Regions from separate parts of the Mus musculus genome. Here region 1 is linked to region 2. Evidence: chromatin contacts called from public Hi-C data. All regions are on one chromosome and are shown on one strand. The core of a region is the stretch at or near the end of the contact, and the rest is flanking DNA. Distances in the headings are between cores, read along the strand shown. Region 1 has its middle 72 kb from the start of Gm41499. Region 2 has its middle 23 kb from the start of Gm30224.

Evidence for each region. A called contact is a pair of places that touch in the nucleus more often than the background predicts.
Region 1: a Hi-C map of bone marrow-derived macrophages shows a contact between it and region 2, with 5 times the contacts expected there. The contact joins two enhancer-like sites. A contact is called at or near these places in 6 of 484 Hi-C or Micro-C datasets (CD4 T cells, bone marrow-derived macrophages, cerebellum and 2 more), 1 of 115 datasets of contacts at active chromatin or transcription factors (bone marrow-derived macrophages) and 1 of 9 other capture datasets (embryonic stem cells).

What each region holds. Positions count from the first base shown.
Region 1 is chr16:93,025,683-93,032,504 of GRCm38.p6, reverse strand. No RefSeq gene overlaps it. Among named protein-coding and RNA genes, the nearest start is that of Gm41499, 72 kb to the right of the region's middle. Within about 2 kb of position 3,649, at least 91 of the 459 cell types and tissues checked have an H3K27ac peak or open chromatin away from gene starts, as enhancers often do. A contact at or near this core is called in bone marrow-derived macrophages, where this site is marked.
Region 2 is chr16:92,570,136-92,577,091 of GRCm38.p6, reverse strand. No RefSeq gene overlaps it. Among named protein-coding and RNA genes, the nearest start is that of Gm30224, 23 kb to the left of the region's middle. Within about 2 kb of position 4,026, at least 45 of the 459 cell types and tissues checked have an H3K27ac peak or open chromatin away from gene starts, as enhancers often do. A contact at or near this core is called in bone marrow-derived macrophages, where this site is marked.

The DNA of each region.
Region 1 (6,822 bases), core at 2,400-4,899, 460 kb before region 2:
AGGCTAAAACAGAAGCAGAGGCCAGGTCTGGCATTGAACTTGTGAGTATGCTCAGACTCAGTGCACAGCCATTACCTGGGGACATAGTGCAGCAGAGCCACCTGCCCTTCCCTGTGCCATGACTGTCCTGTCCATCAGCCAGTGAAGAGGCCCCTCCATTTCTTCTCAGGGACAAGAGAAGGACTTCACTGGAAAACCTGCCCAGCACCCTCTACAGCATTTTATGTAGATTATGCAAATAATGCACATTTCTTGCTGTGGCCATCCAGGCACTATTACCTAATGCTCTCCTGGTCTCATTCACTGCTGACATAAAGATCTCTAAGTGTTGTTTCCATGGAGACAGCAGAATGGAGGACAATCCTGCCCACAGGTTAGAATCAGAGAGAAATGTTCCAAGAGGAAACTCCCTAAAATGTGTTCCTTCTTTTAAAAGCCCAACGCTGGTGGCATGGACTTACATTCCTCTTGGTGATTTTTGTAGTGGTTGGTTCTGTTTTACAAAGTGTCTAACCTACTTTGATGAAACTTTAGACCTCCAGACAGATTTATGGATCAATTTTCTTGCCTGCAACACGCACTTTGCAGGAGCCCTTTTCTAAGTATTTTGAATTCCAAGAAAACGAAAACAAGAAAAGTAGATGCGTCAAGACTTCCTCTTTTTCCAGAACACATCACCCCTCCTGTGTCACAGCTACTTACTTCTCTTCCTCTTTCCCCAAGTGTGTGATCAGTTCTCCATCAACACCCTTCCTCCACAGCCTGAAGCCTGGAATCAGCTACATGGGGCCGCCATATTAAAATTCCATGGACGTCTCATGGGAGGGTTAGAGAGTTCTCCCAAAATTCTGACATTCTGGCATGAGCCAGGCCACATGGATTGGACCACTCCTGATATCTTCTGGGGTTGCGGTAATTGAAAATTCTTGGCACCCCTCCTCAAGTGGCTGCATTGCCCAGTCTCTGGGTTGTACTGTGGCCTTCTACCTGTGTGTCTGTGCACATATTTAGATTAGGGACCATCTTTTGTGTGTGTGTGTGTGTACATGTATGTATATGTGTGTGCATGTGTGTATATGTGTGCATGTGTGTGCATGTATATGTGTATGTATTGTGTATATGTGTGTGCATGTCTGTACATGTGTATGTGTGCATGAGTGTGTCCATATGTGTAGAGTTGTATTATGCAGTTGTGTGTGTGCATATGTGTGTGCATGTGTATTTGTGTGTGCATGCATTTGTGCATGTGTGTGCATGTGTGTGTACACGTGTATGTGTGCATGTGTATGTCATATGCACACATAACAGGTGTGCATATGTGTGTGCAGTTGTATGTATGGATATGCGTGCATATGTTTGTGCATGTGTATTTTGTGTGTGCATGCATTTGTGCATGTGCGTGCATTTGTGCGTGTGTGTACGTGTATGCATGTGTGTGTGTTGCAAACGTTTAGAAGTAAAATTAGAGCATGTTTCTTTTGGAATTGGAGCTCAGTTTCAAACTAAACCTAAGCCAGGCACTTGTCATACGTTGGATCGCTTCTTCCTAAAACAGTTATGCTGAAAGCTTCCAGCCCCACCTGTGCGTGTATGCATGTGTGTGCATTTGTGTGTGTGAGTGTATGTATGTGTGTATGTGTGTATACATGTATGTGTGCATGCTTGTGAAGGCCAGATGTTGCTATCTGGTGCTTCTCTCTCTTACTCTACATCCTATATTTTAAGGCAGGGCCTTTTGCTGGGTCAGGAACTCAGCATTTTGGAAAGAATTTCTGGCCACAGGAATCCTCCTATCTCTGCTAGGATTGCAGGTAGTTGTGGCCTTGGCCTCCTTTTTCTAGGGATGTTGAGGTTCTGAACTCAAGTCTGTAGTGCACATCTTACTCACTGAATCATCTCCCCAGCTCCTAAGGGTCCATTTTGAAGACAATTTGCTTATATTTATGAAAACCCTCTTTCCAAATACAGAAACATTTAACAGGTGGGGCTGGAAGCTTTCAGCATAACTGTTTTAGGAAGAAGCAATCCAACGTATGACAAGTGCCTGGCTTAGGTTTAGTTTGAAACTGAGCTCCAATTCCAAAAGAAACATGCTCTAATTTTACTTCTAAATGTTTGCAATCAGTGCACTTTTTATAAGAATTTTCATTTTATGTGTAGGAGGGTTTTTTGTCTGCATGTGTGTATATAAGCTATGTGTGTGCAGTGCCCACAGAAGCCAGAAGAGAATTGTGTATGCCCAAGAATAGTTGGTCATGAGCTGCCACATAGTTGCTGGATATCAAACCTTCATCCTCTGCAAGATCAACAAGTGTTGTGCACTGCTGAACCAACCCTCCTGCCCATCTTAAGTTCCCTTAATAAGCTATGGCGTATTGAAAGTTTTGTCACTTGCATTCCTCCAGGATAATTATGTTATCACTTAGAAATAAAACAACACATCAGGACTATCAGGAAACTCAATGGTTACATGTACGCTTGTGCACACACAGATACACATGCATGCTTATGAACACACACAGGCACACATGCATGCTTAGGCACACACACAGGCACACATGCATGCTTATGCACACGCACAGGCACACATGCATGCTCATGCATACACACATAGAAACACAGGCACACATGCATGCTCATGCATACACACATAGAAACACAGGCACGTTTTTCTAATCTCTTATACACCTCATTTCAAGAATTTAATCAAATGCATCTTGAAGTATTACTCATGAAATGTTTTATCTCAGCTTTCCCCCTCCCCATTTAAAAGTAAACAAAGAGAGAGGCAGGGGGTGGGGGGAGGAATGATGGGAGAAGAAGAAGCTGACACACCTGCCGTGCAGACATTCGGCCTCCTTCCTCCACCTGTTTCCCAGTCTGACCTTTACCCAATGGTAGCCATGGAGGGACTCTGAAGTCCAGGTTTGGGGGAGTGTCACAAAGGCACATTGGTACAGTAGCCAACAGTATGGATTTGATCTGGGGCTGGAGTTGAGCTGCCCACTAGCTCATCCTGTGTCTTGAGTGATGGTAGTCAGTCTCCCTCAAATTGTGGATGTGATCTGGGAATGAAGAGATATCTGGAAAGTTCTTAGCCAGAGCCAGGCATCTAGGAGGTGCTCAATAAATGCCAGCTGGTTGGTGATGTATGAGCTGCTAAGTGGGTAGAGTTTTTATAGTGCTGTGTGTCCAATTGTGTGGTTCAAATTTATAAATAATTTGGAATAGAAGTAAGAACAAATAATAATTTAAATTAGTAGTTATAGGGGTTTTCTGTTTGTTTTGATTTTATTGTTATTTGTATGCTTTTCGATTTACACAACTATGAAGATTGAAGTCTAAAACATACGACCCTGGCCTCTCTGCTTGATGTTCCTGTGACACATCTGCCTTTGGCGCTGATCTTAGCAGGAGACAGGGATGCTCAGAGAGAACACGCCTGGAAGCAGGTGAATTTGCGCATGACTTTAGAAATCACGGACCACTTCTGGGCCTCGGTTTCCTCATCATAAAACAGGATTTGTTAAGAGCCAGGAGAACAGGACCTTCAAAAAAAGGTTATGACGCAGACCTTCAGAAAAGGCAAGTGTTGCTCATTTTCCATAACTGGTCTCCACCTGCTTCACGGCTTCCCTTTCCCACCACAAAAGGGGAAGCAAAACCAAGCCAGCCTGTGCGAGCATTGCCCCAGCTGGAAGCTAGCAGTGTAGCTCGGGCAACTGCGTTGCTTTTGAAAAATGGTCAGTCTGCTGAAGATCTGAGTTTAGTCACTTTGGGATTCTCCCTGGAGGGTCATCAAAACCCTTAGGTCTCTACAGTCTGCCCTGAAAGCAAGGTGGGATTGGTAGCTGCTAGAGCCACTTTGGGTCTGAGGGCTGCCTTCTGAGTTCCTTCTGCTCTGTACAACAGCAAGGTAAAAATAAAGTAATGCTTAAAGCCACATGTCACTTGATCCCATGGCTGTGAAATGCCTCAGGAGCTGAGAGTCCTCTGTGGGCATGTAGAAATGTAGTGCGCGTATATACACCTGGGCACACACACATTCACTTAAAACAGACAAACTGACAAAGGGATGTGAGAGTAGGGTCTTAGCTGCGTGGGGTGGGGGTGGGGGTGGGGGTGGGATGTAAAATGTAGAGTCACTGCCATACAGATTTCTCTCTGGGTGATGGAATATTCTGGAAATGGGCAAAATGATAGTTGCACATTAAGAACAAAACAGAAGCTGTTCCGTTTTATATTAGAAAAGAATGATTTTTTTTTTTAGAATGGAAATTACACCTCAATTTTTAAAAATAACTCACCAGAATTTAAGTTGCTCTCTCCGTGCTTCAGTTACTTTGTGCATACACTATTACAACTGGAATTTCTGGTGCTGTGGGAAAGGAATCAACCTTGCTGTGGGTCTGCTCCTGAGCTACTTTGTCGCCTGCTGCTGGTGTATCGATGCTTTAGTTATTGCTCGGCCTCAGTGTGAGCGAGCATGTCTCGCTTTCTTCTCAGTCTAGAAGATCGGAACGGTCCAGGAGAGTGAACTTTTCTATCTCCACGTCAAAATCAGTTTTTCTGTGTTGTAAAACTAGGTTGAGACTTTGGTAAGAATTTCATCTATTCTATGAGTCAGTCAGGGGGTGGGGGGGCTGTGATCCTAACTCCCTTAGGGTGTCTGTTGCTGGAATGAAACACCAGGACCAAGGGCAACCAGTGGAGGCAAGTGTTTGTTTCATCTTACTGCTTGTAACCCACCATCAGGGGAAGTCAGGCCAAGAGCTCCAGGCAGGAACCAGCAGGCAGAAACTGATGCAGGAGTCATGGAGGAGCATAGCTAACTGACTATATGACTTGCTTGGGCTTTTCTTACACACCGCAAGACCACCAGGAAGGGCACTGCCTACAGTGGACTAGGCCCTCCCCCATTGTTCACTAACTAAGGAAATGCCCTACAGTCTTGCCTACAGCCCAATTTTAGGGAAGGCATTTTCTGAACTTAGAGTCCCTCTTCCCAAATAACTCTAACTTGGGTCAAGTAAAAAAAAAATGAACTAGCCAGGATACTTAATATACTTAGTCTTCCAGGACATGTCTATTGCTTAATTTAGCTGTTGAGTTCTTGAAGTTGGATTTTGTGATTTCATCCATGTTTTATAATTCCAGCATACAGAATACAGGCCCTACCTATTGTTTTGTTAAAAGCACACATATATTTATTATTATTATTATTATTATTATTATTATTATTATTATTACTATTATTGGGGGAGAGACAAAGAGGAGAGGTGGGTAGGTAAACACAGTGCTCAAACATACCATGGCATTCCTGTCCCTTGGGACACTGAGTCCCAAGGATTGAACTCAGGCCTTCAAACTCGTGTTTGCAATCATTGTCTCCTCCTGTCCACTCGTGATCTGGGTAAATTCTGAGCTCCGTATGTCAGTCATGCTTGTGGCCACTCTGCCCAGCTTCGTACTTTAGTTATGCCGATGGCTACTCTGCTTGCTGACTTGACTTGGTTCTGAGAAGTATGCTTCTTATGGTTGTATAATTCCCTGAGGTTTTGTCTTTAGTGCATTTATTTATTTAATGGGATTGGGGGTGGCGGCTACAAGCTATAGTGTGTATAGAACAACTTGTAGGAGGTTGTAAGTGTGGGAATTGAACTCGGGCCGTCAAGATTGGCAGCAAGCACCTTTACCCACTGAAGCCATCTCTGCCCTAGCTACCCGAATCTTGTATGTAAACAGGAACGTCATTAACAAAGAAGGATGGCTTTATTTCTTCCTGTTCGATTTGAATTCTTTTTTGTTTATTTTTCTTGCCTTACTGCAGTGGCTGGAATTCCATGTTCGAGTTTGAGTTAAAATGATGAAGAAAATAGTCATTCTAGTCGTGGAGCATGGGAATTCAATCTCCCACTGTGGAGACTGCTATCGTGAGTCCCTTTTTATGCCCCGTGTTCAGCAGCAGCACACTGGATTACTCGGGGATAAACAGCAGCTCTTTGCAGGGGAGACTGACGGTTTTTTTCTAGGCTGGCTTCTGGGAAGTGAGAATGAAAGCTTCCGTCTTGGGTGTCTTCCCTCAAATCTTTCTGATGGTTTCAAGAAGCACTGGGCTCCTGCCTGAGTCTCCACCCTGAGTCATTTTTCCTTTCTTCTTTGTTCCATACAGAAGAGAGCAGAGTGCTTCCCTCCTGTCTGCAGAGAATAAGGCGTCCTTTGTAACATATGCTCTGCGGTAACTCTCAGCTAGGATGGTATGCAGATCCCCGAGGGTCTATCTCCAACACGCTTACGGAAAGTCCACAAGGCATAAAACTATTTGAACAAATACTGGGATAGTATTTGCCTTTGGGAAAAAATGTATTTATACTCAAGTTTCAAAAATAGTGGTGGGTAAATTATTGGTGCCTCTAGCAATCAAGCCGCTGCCGCCGCCAGTATTATGTCCTGAAGAATGGCCAACCATGGCCCAGAAGCAAGTGAGTTCTTAAAATAATGCCTTTAATGAAGCAATAAGAAGTATTAATGCTACAAAATCTGAACCTTTGAGGACACAGCTTCTCGATATTTTGCATAGCAACAGGGGAAGTAGGCATGATGTGCTAATCCCATCATGAACAGACAACAATGGTGCCCCAGGTGTGGAAGCAAGTCCTGCGCTTCTGAGCATCTTCTCCTTTAATGTTCTTCACACTTTATCTGGTTAAGACTTGTTTTATTTATTATCTGTGTGTATGTGTCTGCATGAGTATATATATATATGTATATATATATATATATATATATATACATATATATATATACACACACACACACACA
Region 2 (6,956 bases), core at 2,777-5,276:
GTAGCCATGCATGGGGAAGGGGAAAGAAACATACAGAGTTCACGTGTGTGTGAGACACCACAGTGAAACCTAGTACTTTCTATGCTAATCAAAAATTGTAACTTAAAAAAGAATGGGCTAAACAAATAAATATATCCTGACTGATTTTACGTTCTCCTGACACAAGCTATAGTTGTCCTAGAGGAGGAAACCTCAATTGAGAAGATGCCTCTATAAGATGGGGTTGCAGGCAAGCCTGCAGAGCATTTTCTTAATTAGTGACTGATGGGGGAGGGCCCAGCCCACTGTGGGTGGGGCCATCCCTGGAGCCTCTAGACCACCAGCTTCCCAAGTGCTCCGAGAGGTTTCAGGTCTGCCCTCAGCCTTTACCCCCTGTGCTGAGGACTATGAGACCCGTGTGTACTGTGTACCATGTGCCATGAACCGTGTGTGCTTGTTGTAGCTGCCCACTGCCAGACACACCCACCAGGCCATCCCTTGCTTCTCTTGGTCAGGCTAAGCCCCTAAATCCTGCTCCTTTCTCTTTCTGCTCTTTTGGGTGAGAACCAGCCGCTGCCGAGCCTAGTAGAGATGCCGCGTTATTTACCTTCATTTTCCTTTTGACTCTCTTCTTCTGATGCCTTTTTTTTTTTCACCCTCACCATGTTTCTTCTCCATCTTACACCTCTGAAGGCCTTCCAGACAATACATGGGGACAAGTCGTGACACGGAAGGCTTGAGGCTGCCAGGCTGTAGAGGAGGTGAGGCGGTGGGATGTCATTGGCTGGTCATGAGAAGCTCACCTGACAGCATCATGCACTGCTTCACAGCAACTAGAAACACAATGAAGTTAAGGGGCTGGGGTAAGCCATTCTCACAGGAAGAGAAGCCGTAGGAGAGGAGCTGACAGGCACTCTAACAGTAGTCTTCTGAGCTGGGGACAGAGTGTTTATGAGGCTCTGAAAAGCTCTGTCACGTGTGTTTCAACAGACATCGCAGAAATTTCAGATACAGCCCTGTTTGCTATAGTAGCATCAATGGCTTCTTCTAGGGCCAACACCCTATGGAAACCATCTCAGTTCCCCACCGTTGGCTGTCCGGGGATCCCCGGCTGCAGGGCAGCGGGTATCAGGTAGTAAAGGCCGCAAGTAACTTCCTGGCTTGCTAAGCAACCAGCGGAAACCACTCTGCTCTCACTGTGCTCTAGGCTGAGCATTCTCCTCAGAGTTTGAACAGAGAGAGAATCTCAGTAGATAAATTATTGATAACGTGGGCGTTACAGACACAGAACCCATCCCTCCTAAGCTCAATGCCCTGTGTGAGACAGACAGACAGACTGGAAGGAAGGAAGGAAGGAAGGAAGGAAGGAAGGAAGGAAGGAAGGAAGGAAGGAAGGAAGGGAGGGAGGGAAGCAGGCAGGCAGGCAGGCAAATGGAATCTGTGTCTGAGGTGCATTGTGAAGCAGAGTGGAATGACCCACAGGTGTAAGCAGGTGAGGTTGGAGAAGTGACACAGCTGGAGAGAGAGTCTCTCTCTGAAGTGTGCATAGTGTCACAAGTGAGGGAACTGGAGAGGACATGGAGGCTTGGTGGGGGATGAGGGGGGTGGGGTTGGGGGAGGGTGGGGCTGGGAGGAGGGGGCTGGAGGGAGGGTGGAGACTGGAGAAGAGGATGAAGGTGGAGGCCAGAAGCAGAAAGATGAGGACAAACAGTAGGTCTGTGAGAACAATCTAAGGATTTGGTGCTCCATGAGCCAAAACAAGGGTGCAACCTACAGGGAGATTACAAAATGAAGGTCACAGGGTAGCTCTGGATTAATTCCCATGATGCGGAATCAAAGACAGTAGAATGGAAAAGAAAGGGCTGTGACACACAGAGGTGACACACAGAAGCCCGTAGCAGTTCATAACTTGCTGCTATGTTTCAGTGTGTGCATGGAATTCTCACACACATGCATGATCATGTGTACAGTCACATTTGTGCTTGCATACATGTTACATGGTCAAACATACACAAGCATGTGTGTGTGTACATATAAGCTTGCATATATGTTACATGGTCACACATACACTACCATGTATACACGCACATTTAAGCTTGCATATATGTTACATGGTCACATATACATTAGCATGCATTTAGATCTTTGTGTGTATGACATCTATATGTTTGTATGTATATTATGTATGTGTGTGTGTGTTATGTGGATGTGTGTGCATATGTGTTTCCATGTGTAGGTGTAGAAGCATTCATGCCACAATGTATTCCTGGGGTGTGTTGGTTTTCACCTTCTACCCTGATTGAGACAGGGTCTGTCTGTTGATTGCTACCATGTTCACCAAACAAATTAGCCCACAAGCTCCTGGGAAATTCTCCTGCCTCCACTTTTCATCTTACTGTAGGAGCAGGAGGAGTGCAGATGCTTTCTACCACACCTGGGGCAGCAGGATTATAGACATGTGCTACCACACCTGAAGCAGCAGGATTGCAGATGCATGCTACCACACCTGGAGCAGCAGGATTGCAGATGCATGCTACCACACCTGGAGCAGCAGGATTGCAGATGCATGCTACCACATCTGGAGCAGCAGGATTGCAGATGCATGCTACCACACCTGGAGCAGCAGGATTGCAGATGCATGCTACCACACCTGGAGCAGCAGGATTGCAGATGCATGCTACCACACCTGGAGCAGCAGGATTGCAGATGCATGCTACCACACCTGGGGCAGCAGGATTGCAGATGCATGCTACCACACCTGGGTTCTTGGGATTCCAACTCAAGCCCTTATGTGTACATCGTAAGTACTTTATCCACTGAGACATCTCTCCAGCCCATGATGCTGTTTCTTTACTGCGAGTTTCTGTGGACTGACATGTTGATGTGGATACTCCCAAAAGAATGTAGACGTGATTTGAGGGTTAGTTTAAGGGAGGTGTCTAGCAGGGAGGAAACAATGAGAACATCTGAGGGACCACTGAAGGCAAGGACCCTGGGATGCAGAGGGTGACAGGAGACAGACAATGGGGGGCTGCCAGTCCACTACAAGGAAGAAAGGCAGCCACATGAGGCTTAAAGAATCAGAGAACAGAACACCCCACAGGTAGCATCCTGGGCCCAGGGCAGGAATGTGGTGGCCCCTTTCTTGGTGACAGACAAGTACCAACTCCTTCTGAAGGGATGGGACAGGAGTGTGTACAAGCATGACAAGCTACCTATAGGGTCAAGGAATTTATAATCACACACTTACTTGAACTAAAATTCTGACATTTGGGGGTGGGGGATGTGATGACTAGAAGATGCATTTTCTGCAAACCTCCTTAAGATAGCTCTCCCAACATTCATGTATATGTACGTGTGTCAGCAAACATGGTTGTTTTTTTTTTTTTTCATTTTTCCCCAACTATCACTATTCTGTGACTATGGCCTTATTTGGATAGGTGTGAGTAATTTAAGGATCATAGGATGAGATCACACTGTATTTATGGTGGATCCTAAGACCAGTGACTAATGTCCTAAAAAGAGGAGGAGATCTGACCCACCAGAGAGATGACAGGAAGACAGAAGCAGAGACAGAGCGATATGTCTCCGAGCCACAGGACCCCAGCAGATTCCAGTTGTCACTGAGGGCCAGGAAAGCTGTTTAGTGTAGATTTAGCCTTTGAAAGAGACCGGACCACGTGACCATCAGATGACAGCTGATTCCAGACATCTGGCCTCTGACCTCCAGAACTATGGGGAGATGACTTCCTGTTGCTTTAAGTTACCCAATTTGTGGTAGTTTGTTGCAGCAGCTGTAGCAAACTTACCCAGTGAGAATAGTAAAGTAGTTCAAAGGAAGGCTGAGGATGGGGAGTCAGGATCAAGCCAGTGGCCTGCCTGGGTATACCCACTTCTCCCAGTGAGAAAGAAAGGAAAGAGCAGAGGAGAAATGAGGGAGAAGGAGAAGGGAGGAGGGAAGCTGGGAGAAAGAGGGAAGTAGGGACAGGAAGGGAAAGGAGACATGCCAAACATCACAACACTGGAGAATTGACCTTGGCCAGAGCTATGTGACTTCAATGGTTTGCGTGGCTGACTCCTCATTCTCTTAGCAGCAAATGGCTAGCTAGGACTGAGTCCAGACCCAGCCTGCCTGGGTTTGAACCCTAAGGCTTTGGAACATCTGGTCTACCTGTGATTCAGTGTCATCATCTGCAAAACTGAAATGCCAATGACTCCTCCTGCCCTGGGTGGATTTGAGGATCATAAGGTCTCCTTGTATGCATTACAAATGATGTGTGTGAAATGAACAGAGCCATGGTGGCAACAGAAATCTTATTGTCCCTGCAGGGGCTCAAGAAACATCATGAAAGAGTGTATAGAAAGAATGTAGAAGCTGGATGACGGAGTGGAGGCCTATGCAGTGGTGTGGGGAGGCCTGTGCAGTGGTGTGGGGAGGCCTGTGCAGTGGTGTGGGGAGTGCTATGCAGTGCTGTGGGGAGTGCTATGCAGTGCTGTGGGGAGTGCTATGCAGTGCTGTGGGGAGTGCTATGCAGTGCTGTGGGGAGTGCTATGCAGTGCTGTGGGGAGTGCTATGCAGTGCTGTGGGGAGTGCTATGCAGTGCTGTTGGGAGGCCTGTGCAGTGCTATCTTCTGGTGTGTCATGGCTGCAGCACTCGTGAGCTTGCAGCAGCTGCAGTGCCTGCATAGGTTCTGCATAAGACTGAACCATTAGACACTCAGTCACAGGAGGGGAGGGGCCTCTGGGGCTCAGCCCAGCCAGGCCCTGGGGTAGCTGGTAGAACAGAAACCCTTGTTTTCAATACTGTCTTCAGAGTGAGTCCCTCACACCCCAAGAGACAACATGACACCTGTGCCCATGCCCATGCAGGTAGCCCCTTATTAAACCAAGTGGGTCACAACTTAAAATAAGAACAGGACCAAAGTAAGGGTAAGAGGCTGGTGCAGAGCAGAGCCGGGTGGTGGTGGTGCATGCCTTTAATCCCAGCACTTGGGAGTGATTGTAGACCAGCACCTTGTCTACAAAGTGAGTTCCAGGACAGCCAGGGCTACACAGAGAAACCCTGTCTCGAAAAACCAAAAAAAAAAAAAAAAAAAAAAAAAAAGGCTGGTGCAAGGAGAGGTGTGTGTGTGTGTGTGTGTGTGTGTGTGTGTATTTGGAGAAAGAGAGAGAGAGAGTATAAGTGACCTGAATGTATCATATGCATATACAAACCTGTCAGATAAAGTAGGTTATTGTTAAGTGGGCTACAAGGAAGATGGTGGGTGATGAAACGATTAACCACAGCCTCAGTCCCAATGTGAGTGTAGCCCAGCAGATACAGAACTAACCTGGTGAAGCCTTCCAGACCCACGCCATGGATGGGATACAGTACCAGCACAGCCTGCCTGGTGACAAAGCTGGTGGGGTGGGGTGTCTTAGAGTTTCATTGCTGTGGAGAGACACCATGACCAAGACAACTCTTATAAAGGCAAACATTTAACTGGGCCTGTCTTACAGTTCCAGAGGTTCAGTCCATTATCATCGTGGCAGAAAGCACGGCAGTGGTGCTGGAGGAGCTGAGAGTTCTTAATCTGCAAGAAGCAGAAAGGGTGTGTCCTCCGCAGACGGCCAGGAGGAACCTGTTCCACACTGGGTGGAGCTTGAGCACTAGGAGACCTCGAAGCCCACCCCACACAGTGACGCACTTCCTCCGACAAGGCCACACCTACTCCAACTAGGCCACACCTCCTAATAGTGCCATTCCCCATGGGCCAATGAGGATCAGACATATTCAAACCACCACAAGGGGTCAGGGAGATCCTGAACATTTTATCGTGGGTGAGGAGTCCGAGAGTGGCCACCAAGGGTGTCTCTGCCGATCACGATCCAGGGCATCAGGAGTCCCAGTCACACATCGCCCCCTTTTGTGGAGAATCATGACGACATCTCACATCTGTTCTACACAGAACCCTCACAGTAGAATGAGACCACCATCTCAGAAACAGTTCCAGGAAAGATTCCACGACCTGTGCCCACAACCGAGATCTCGTCTCTCTGTTCTGAGATTCTTCACCCACGCGTCAGGGCTATGGAGTGTTCAGATCTTAGCGCAGCTTTCAGCCAAGGGGAGAGAGTGCAGATTTATCGGCACTCCATCTTCTTTTGTTTAAGGATAAGCAGATGTAAAGGCAACAAGCAGAACCGAGTGTTATAATAATAACCCTGAAAATCAATAAGAAATACAATCTCCCTGCTACGAAAGAAAGACAGACACCTTCTCAAATAAGCAACTCCTGAAAGGGAGCAATCCGGGCTGCGTGTGACTGCGCATCTCTGTAACCCCGGGACTCAGGGGGTTCAGACAAGAGAATGCCAAGCTCAAGTCCATCGTGGACCACATAACAAGACCCCGTTTCAACCTCCACCCCAAAAAGCAATTAGTAAAAAGGGAAGCAATGGGAAAGAAGCATAGAAATCCAAATAATCAAGTGTGTGGAACCTTAAGCAACCGGTTCATAATCATAGAAAGAGAAATAAAAACACAAGCAAAAACCATTCAATTCTAAGAACTAAAAATATCACAGGGTTGGCAAGGGTGTGGGGCAACTGCAGTTCTCAAGTGCTTCTGGTGGGTAAGTTGATACAGACACTCAGAAAACTATTTAGAAATATCCACTACAGCTAAATATACAGAGCAACCACACCTTCTTCTGCTCCCAGGAGGTGAGAGCCTGCATTCCCCCAGCCATGGCAAATCAACTAGATAAAACCAAGATGTCCTTCCACAGAAGAAGGAATAAGTGAAAAATGGTTTGCTCATGCACAACAATATACCCAATGAGAAGGCACAAGCTACAGGTGGGCATACCATGTGGATGGATCTGACAGACATGGAGTTGCGTGTAAGAAGCCAGGCTCATGCCTCTTTTTTTTTTGTTTGGTTGGTTGGTTGGTTTTTTTGTTTTATTGTTTTTGTTTTTTTGTTTTGTTTTGT